2 separate regions of the Mus musculus genome follow, and region 1 is linked to region 2. Evidence: chromatin contacts called from public capture Hi-C data. All regions are on one chromosome and are shown on one strand. Each heading gives the region's core, a stretch centred on a gene start, on an enhancer-like site or on the middle of the called end of the contact. The rest is flanking DNA. Distances are from core to core; before and after follow the strand shown. Region 1 holds the start of Dmrtb1 (DMRT-like family B with proline-rich C-terminal, 1). Region 2 holds the start of Ttc4 (tetratricopeptide repeat domain 4).

Region 1 (3,846 bases), core at 403-2,902, 1.0 Mb after region 2:
CCCCCCCCAAAAACCCAAGTCTTCATCCCAAAGAGCCGCATTCCAAGAGCCTCAAATTTTACATTACTTGAAAACATACTTCAGGGGCTAGAGAGGTGGCTCAGCGGTTAAGAGGTTAAGAGCACCGGCTGCTCTTCCAGAGGTCCCAGGCTCAATTCCTAGCACCCATGTGGCAGCTCACACCTGCCTGTAATTCTAGTTCCAGAGGATAAGACACCCTCACACAGACATGCATGCCGGCAAAACACCAATGCATTATAATAAATAAATTATAAGATATAAATATAATTTTAAAAAAACTCAAGAAATCTACTTCAACCAGGAAAGCAACCTACAGCATAAAGAAACAATGTAATTAATGCACAAAGCGAGGGGGAAAAAAAATCTTAGTGAACCAGCCCATCCCCCTGGCCAACTAGCAGAAAGTTTTATTCCCCACCACATCAGGTGAAATGGAACAAGTGAGTGTGAGTACAGGTGCGTTAGGCTAGACACTGCAGTTAGGATAAATTAGCCTCGGCTCAGTGAAAGGAGGGTGCGCAGGCGCAGTTTAAGGTGAACAGCCACTCAGAAAAAGACTCTCCAGCAGGAGAAAAATGGCAGGCGGGGAGGGGGAGGGGTTGCCACGCAGGCACAAGAGATCTAGACCTGGGAGGGGGGAAGGGATGCCGTGCAAACGCGCTAGAGGGGCCACGGAAAGGCGCCACTGCCAAAGCTGCCCAGCTGCCATCTTTTTTTTCCTCTTGCAAAAGTACAGAGGCAGAAAACTGCATCTCAACAAAGCCCCCCTGCACTGCACATTCTTCCCTACCAGCTTTTTCCCATTGCTATCATCAGAAGCCACCCACCCAAATCCTTGTCTGGGAACAGGTTCTCAAGCGGGGTTACCTGGGGAAGGCGCCTTTCCCACCCCGGCACCAGTCTGGGACTCCAGCTTAGAGCCGGAGGCTGCTGGCCTGGTACAGGCCGGAGGAACCGTCGGCTGCACGAGGCTGGGCTTACCGTAGTCGGCGAACGGCAGTCGGGGCACGGGCCGCACTGGCCCTGGCACTGGCACGGGCCGCACTGGCAGGTGCTGATCCGGGTAGCAAAGCTCCGGCCTGGGCGCCTGTGGCATGAGCTGGGGCAGCCACGCGGAGGAACGGTCGCGCAGTCCCCCGGGGGCCCCTGGTCCAGGCTGGAAGGTGCTGGGGCCCGGGCGGCCACTTGGGCCCAGCTGGAAGGTGCTCGGGCCTGGGCTCGGGGCCTGCGGGGGCCTCTCGAGGAAGCAAGTGGCCGTGGGGCCTGGCCCAACGCCTCCCGGAACCGCCCTAGGCAGTGGGCAAATGCTGGAGCTCAAGGCGGTGGCCGCCGCTGCTGGAGCCCTAGGAGGCAGCTGGGGACCCTGCGTGCCCACGGTCGCCACCTGCTCCTCGGCAGCTTGGGTTCTGAGAACCTTCTGGGCAGCCATGATCTTCTGGCGCTCGGTGATCAGGTAGCACTTGTCACAGATGCACTGCTTCCAGCGGCATTTGCCCGTATGGCCCTTGACTGGTACCAGATAGCCATGGTTCCGGCACCTAGAGCACTTGGGGGCGCGAAGCATCTTGTCGTCTAGCTGGGCAAGCTCTGCTTCCAAACGCAGCCACCACTTCCCGAAGCTGCAGAGCAAGTGAAGCAGGAATGAGCGGTGCCCCCATAAGTCCCTGGTGCTGGGGACATTGGATACACTTGTAACAAAACAGCTCGCTGAATGTCCGGAGAACTGCAATAGGACTCTTGCATTTTTTCCACTTTCTGTGTGTGTGTGTGTGCTAAATTTACCGTGTTTCTGTGTGTTGGGCAATGGTGTACGGTGTAAATTAAAAATGAAATACTTATTACATGTATGTCATACGAGTTATTTGAAGTTTTCGGCACTTGAATTTTCAAACTTCCTGTTCCCGCCAAATTGTAACTGGAAAATAGATTTTTTTTTTTTTTTTTTTTTTTGAAAAAAGGCGGACTTCTACTCAACGGTCGAGGGTTTTAAAACTCCCAATGAACAGAGCTGTTAGTAAACCCGTACTATTGGAAAGTTCCAGAGAACACTGTGTTTTTCCTCCCCGAAGCAGCTGCTTCTGCTTCATCTCGCTCCTCTGTAGAGAAAAAGAGCAGTTCTGCTTCCAGAATATTCTTCAGCGCTTAGTGCAGTGTTGGTTACTTACAGGCATTGCAGAAACCATGAGTTTTTGAGTCCTGTTTGTGTAAGCACTAGGGTCTGAAAAATGCATGCTTAATAATGTTCTAAAGTGCCGGGCGTTGGTGGCGCATGCCTTTAATCCCAGCACTTGGGAGGCAGTGGCAGGCGGATTTCTGAGTTCGAGGCCAGCCTGGTCTACAGAGTGAGTTCCAGGACAGCCAGGGCTACACAGAGAAACCCTGTCTCGAAAAACAAAAAACAAAAAGCAAAAACAAAAATAATGTTCTAAAGCAAAACATGATAGTTCGGAACTAATTTGAATTACTGGCTTTTGGGTTTGTTTGTGTGTGTGTGTGTTTGTGTGTGTGTGTGTGTTTCTTGTTTCATATGGTCTTTTAATTGTCTTTATGAAGCCAAACACAACTACTTAAAAAAAAATTCCCTAGCCACTGGAAATACATTGATGAAGCATGCATACTTCTCTCAGGAGAGGGGCCATATAAGTAAACATTTGCAAGAGCCTTCCTCAGACATCTGCTCACCCAGTATAGGGCACACAGCACGGTGTGTTCAGACCTAACTTAGGGGGGCTTGCCCCTCCAGGATGGCCTTTATTCCCAGAATCTACCAATATCACAAGGAGCCACAATTTGCTTGTTTTGTGACAAAGCATGTGTTCCAGTCGGTTCACTCTGAGAGAAGGGGAGCTCCCAGCTTTGGAGAGTAATTCCACCCAAAAGAAAAAAAAATCACATACATGCACACACACACACACACACAAGCAAGCACAATCTCCATGAAAAAAAATCTAATAGCCTACATACAACCTGTCATTTAAATATATATACATATATGTGTGTATACACACACATACACACGCGCGCGCGCACACACACACACACACACACACACACACACGCTATCTGCCTCCTGAGTGCTGGGTTAAGGGCATGCACCACTACGCCAGGCTGTGGTTCTTTTTTTTTCCTTTTCAAAAGAAATATCTATGGTGTCTTTCAAAAGGTTTTCAAAAGGTAAAGACAGGCAGTGCTTTAAATAGTAAGCAGGCCATCTCAGAGGGTCAGAAGCAGCGCGACTATGTTCAGCGCGACTATGACTAAGATCAGAACTAAAAGACTACAAAAGTGGAACTATATCCCTACACCGTGCAGATTCCCTGGAGCTCCCTAAAGCCAGAAAGAAGTCTTACCCCACTGCATTAACTGTAGGATCTGTCCCAGCTGAGTCCCCGCGGTGGCCATCCTGACTCGGGCTGCTGTAGTTTTGAACCTCAGCAGAAATCGCTGTGGGACTCGGACACCATCTGCCCACTTCCCTCTGGAGAATGCACTGCAGTGACTCTATGGGGGGGGGGGGGGGGTAAAGCCCGGGTTTCCAGCAGACCGCCTTCGGCCCTGGGGTCAGACAACTTGGCTGGCGCTGGCTGGCAACTTCGACTGCCGGTCTGTACACTTCCAGTTCCCGCCATTACGGCGCCCTTGGCATCACCCATTTTCTGGAAGGTACAAAGCCCGCAGCGGCAAGATCACGGTCTTTTACGACCACCACTTCAAAGATTGGTCCGTACTTTGAGAAGAGCTAGCCTAGAGACTCACTGGTCTTAGTGGCTCACTGGTGTAGAAACTCGGCGAGCCTCAGAAAAGAGTGATTCTAGCTCACGTGGA
Region 2 (4,264 bases), core at 1,272-3,771:
GCTTAACTTCCTCAGAAAGCTCCAGGCCAATGAGAGACTGCCTCTAAAAACAAGGTAGATGGCTCCTGAGAATGACAGGTTAACCTCTACCCTGCACGCATGTGTGTGCATACACGTTTGCGCACGCACACATGCACACACATACAAGAGAGCTAACTGAGCCATGATTACATACCGAGATAGTACTGTGCTGCTGCCCGGTTGGTATACAGGACAGCATTCAAATCAGGGTCTGCACACTTCTTCTTCAACCCTTCACTGTATGAAAGCACAGCTTTCTTATAGTCTTTTTCTTTAAAGTAGTCATTGCCCTCATCTTTATAGGTCTTGGCTTGCTCTGCAAAGAAGAGGAAGGAAGCAGCGTGTCATACCTTTTAGAAAGCTCACTGGAAACCTCTATCATGCAGTAATGTAATATTGCACAGGTTAGGTTTTGTCAGCTTGACACAAGCTAAAGTCATCCGGGAAGAGGGAGCCTCAAACAAAAACTGCCTCCATTTTGATTAATGATTGACACAGGAGGGCCCATCCCACTGTGGGCAGTACGACTCCTGGGCAGGTGTTCCTGGGTTATATAAAAAACTAGCTGAGCAGTGCAAGGAGAGCAACCCAGTAAGCAGCACTCCACAGTCTCTGTCACAGCTCCTGCCTCTCAGTTCCCGCTTGAGTTCACATCCTTCAGTGAGGGACGGGCTAGAACCTAAATAAACCCTCTCTTCCCCACATTCATTTTGGTCAGTCTTCTAGCACAGCAAAACAAAGACTAACACATACACAATAAAGCAAAGAGATGGAACTGACAGAGGAAGAAAAATCCAAATTAATGGTATGATAAAATTGGCATCAATATAGAACACAAGGCCATGCAAACTTAATGCCATAACCACTTCCAAAAAATTATGAGGTAATGTTACTAAGTGCTTTTTAATTTCTGGTTTGGTTTGGTTTTTGGTTGGTGTTTATATGTTTGTTTGTTTGTTTGTTTGTTTTTGAGACAGGGTTTCTCTGTAGCCCTGGCTGTCTTGGAAATCGCTCTGTATACCAGGCTGGCCTTGCACTCAGAGATCTGCCTGCCTGCTTGCCTGCTTGCCTGCCTGCCTGCCTGCCTGCCTGCCTGCCTGGGGTCAAAGGCATGCATGGCCACCATCCAGCTATAAGTGCTGTTTTAAAAAGGGGAATTAAAGATGGTCTAGAGAAATGGCTAAACAGGTAAAGGCACTGGCCCCTAAGCTTGACAACCTGAGCTTGACCTGAGGAACATGTGAAATGGTAAGAAAGAATCCACCTCACAAGGCTAGCCACTGATCTCTGTAAGTATGTACACACGTATACACACACACAAACAGTTTTACGAAGGGGGGATATAGCTCACTTACCCAGCATATGTGAGATTCTGGGTTCAATTTCCAGATACACATACACACACACACATTTATCTCAGTTTTTGAAGGACTTTAATTTCTATTGAGAAAATTACACTGCTCCTTTTCTTACATTGTGTCATTCACTGAAAAGCAATCCCCCTCCTCTCTCTGGTACTACAGTAGTGGTGGACCTCGTGGCACTCATCACACACCCTTCCTGATTTGTTAGGGCAATCAGGCTTTTCATCCAAGTCAGGCCTCTGGGGCTTGGAACTGTACACATTTACTTAGAAGGCATCCAAAGGAGAATGTGTGGAGTCAACACTGACATGTTAGCCATAATACTTTCGCTCAACTCAACAAGGACACAAAAGAAGTGCTGGGTGACAGTAAGATACCTTCTGGATATCGATCATCATCAAAAATCATCGACTGGAGGCAGGCCAAGTCAGGAAACTCCTCGGGGTCAATTTCTGATGGCGCTTTTTTCATAAATAGGGGAATCTTGTCAAATTCCTAGAATTTAAAAGAACAATTAGCGTTGTCTACTGATTAGATCCAATCCCAGGACACGACATCATAAAGTTTTTTCCTCGCTGAGCATGATATGCAAATCCTAAGGATTGGCTGGAGCTAGACATCCAGTTTCTCAGGTGTTAAATGTGGGATCCTGATTTCCAACGCTCTCCATGGGTGGTAGCAATCACCTTCAACTAGGCGCTGTCGCGTTCCTGACCACCTTCACCATCTCCTTTCAAGTTTACCCTAACCTGGGTGCTGCAGTAAAACAACTAAGGGACCCCTGGTAGTAGAGCCTGGTGGTGGTGTGTGACAGGACTGCCTGCAAAACCCCCGTGGTCTTAAACGCAGTCAACTTATACGCAAAACCTCGAGGCGGACGGTTTCTACCAGTGACCAAGCCTCGAGGACCAAGCTCCTACCCCAGAAGCCCCCGGCGCCGCCCACCTCCTCCCACTGATCCTCGCGGAAGCCGCCGCGGTAAGGCTGGCTCTGAAACTTTTCCAGGAACGCGTCCATGGAAGCGTCCTCTGTAGGCTCAGGCTCAGAACTCTCCATGGCAGCTCGCAACTTCGGCGCTTCAGTCCCGGGACCAAGAAACGCGCCGCTCCTTCCGGCGGCAGGGATGCCCTTCCTTTTGCAGTCCGGGCTGCGCGAGGCTATGCCTCTCGGGTTCCGCCGGCCTGGGGGCGTGGCCTGCCTGGAGGTGTGGCCTGACTCCGCGCTTTCCCTCTCGCCCAGCCCCACCCATCCATTGCAGAGTTTGCCTGGCCTCTAGTCTCCTCGCTTTGGGGCGTGGTTAGGTTAACTCCCTTTTGTATCTAAACTCTTCATCTCCACTCTCCAACCCTGATGCTTTTATGTCTTTTCTATAAATGTTCTCAAAAGATGACTTCGTAGCCAGGCCACATGATATTTGTCTGTAATCCTAGCACTTAGGTTTAATAGGAGAACCATAAGTTCAAGACCAGTCTAGACTATATAGCAAGACCCTATTTCAAACAAAACAAAACTTTTGAGCATACAAATACTTTTTTTTTCTTCACGCAGCACAAGGTTTGAGGTCCCCATACACCCCTACAACCTATAACTACATGTGAAACTCCATGTGGCTTACCCTACAAGGATGGGTGCCCAGCCTGCCTGCTCACCTCATGGATACTACAACAACAGAGGTCTTCACAGATACCCCCATAGGCCCATGGGAAAATTACCCCGAGATGTATGCCCACAGGTAGAATCCTTGGGCTGTGATTATTGACACATTCACCACTACTGACTAGTAACAGGTTCTTGTTCAGTACAGCTGCATTGATCTTTCGCCCCACCAGCCTTGCCCCGGGGTCCCTACATCCCACGAAGAGTTTTCTGAAGTTGACATCTGCTCATATATCTCTCTTCTCAGCACCCCCACCATGCCTCCCCACTGCCCCTACCTCCTCAGCAGTCTCCATGGCCTTAGGACCTGGCCCTTGCATCTCTCCTCTTTTTCCAGGTTCCCTCTCACTGGGACTTTGAAGAGGGTCCCATGTACCTGAGGGTACCTTTGCACCCACAGATGACCAGATGTGGTCATCTTTCCAAACCTCCTTGAGAAGTCTCTTGTCTGGCAAGTCATTCCAGCGGACACACACAACCTCTGGATACCACAGTCCCCATGCTTCCCGCTGAGCTCATCTCTGAAAAATTTCAACCCGGGAACCATTTGGATGTGGGGGCTGTCCTGCCTGTAATGTCCTGTAAGGCATTTAACAGTGTGCCTGACACCCGCTCTTTACCCAACAGCTGTTAGTAACATTGACACTGTCAGGTGGCAACACCAAATATGTCTCTGGATATTTTTGCATTAGTGTTAGGCAAACCGGATGACGAGTCAAGGGTGAGACTCGGCGACCAGGGTTCCCGAATATGCATGACGTCATAGGTGGGAAGTCGCCTCACTCCCTTTCCCCAAGAGCCACCCAAATCATCACCCTTCTGCTCTTATCACCAGGGAAGGGAAAACTGAGATGTCCAGGTGACCCCCTGAGTGGCTTTGGTCAACGCACTTAACTACTCTGAGCCTCAGTCTCCCGTTATATAAAGTGAACAAAACAGACCGCACGCATCTGTAAATGTGAAGTGAATCAGCACAAGGGGGCCATGCTCTTTTCTCAGACTTGTCAGAGTGAGGGCTCCGCAGGGGCTCTACGGGGGCTCCACGGGGGTTCCACGGGGGCTCCAGGGGGGCTCCACGGGGGCTCCACAGGGACTGGGGGAACTCTCGTGAGGAAGCCATCTGGATGGAAAGGTTGACCACATAGCGTTTACAGGGACCTGGCTGGGGCTTATGTCACTGCTTCAGAGACATCTTCCAGGAGGCCAATGCCTGCATGATCCAG

Evidence for each region. Capture Hi-C pulls out chosen DNA fragments and counts their contacts.
Region 1: a contact with region 2 is called in a capture Hi-C map of embryonic stem cells, with 4 times the contacts expected there. The contact joins the promoter of Dmrtb1 here to the promoter of Ttc4 in region 2. A contact is called at or near these places in 2 of 39 promoter capture datasets (hippocampal neurons and liver), 1 of 115 datasets of contacts at active chromatin or transcription factors (bone marrow-derived macrophages) and 2 of 9 other capture datasets (embryonic stem cells and pancreatic islet).

The regions. Positions count from the first base shown.
Region 1 is chr4:107,682,578-107,686,423 of GRCm38.p6, forward strand. Dmrtb1 (DMRT-like family B with proline-rich C-terminal, 1) reads right to left here and starts at 1,653. Exons shown (of 4, transcript NM_019872.2): 1 at 1,003-1,653. The coding sequence starts at 1,585.
Region 2 is chr4:106,676,423-106,680,686 of GRCm38.p6, forward strand. Ttc4 (tetratricopeptide repeat domain 4) reads right to left here and starts at 2,522. Exons shown (of 10, transcript NM_028209.2): 1 at 2,331-2,522; 2 at 1,763-1,880; 3 at 176-337. The coding sequence starts at 2,441. Mroh7 (maestro heat-like repeat family member 7) reads right to left here. Exons shown (of 24, transcript NM_001126487.1): 24 at 3,995-4,264. The coding sequence ends at 4,216.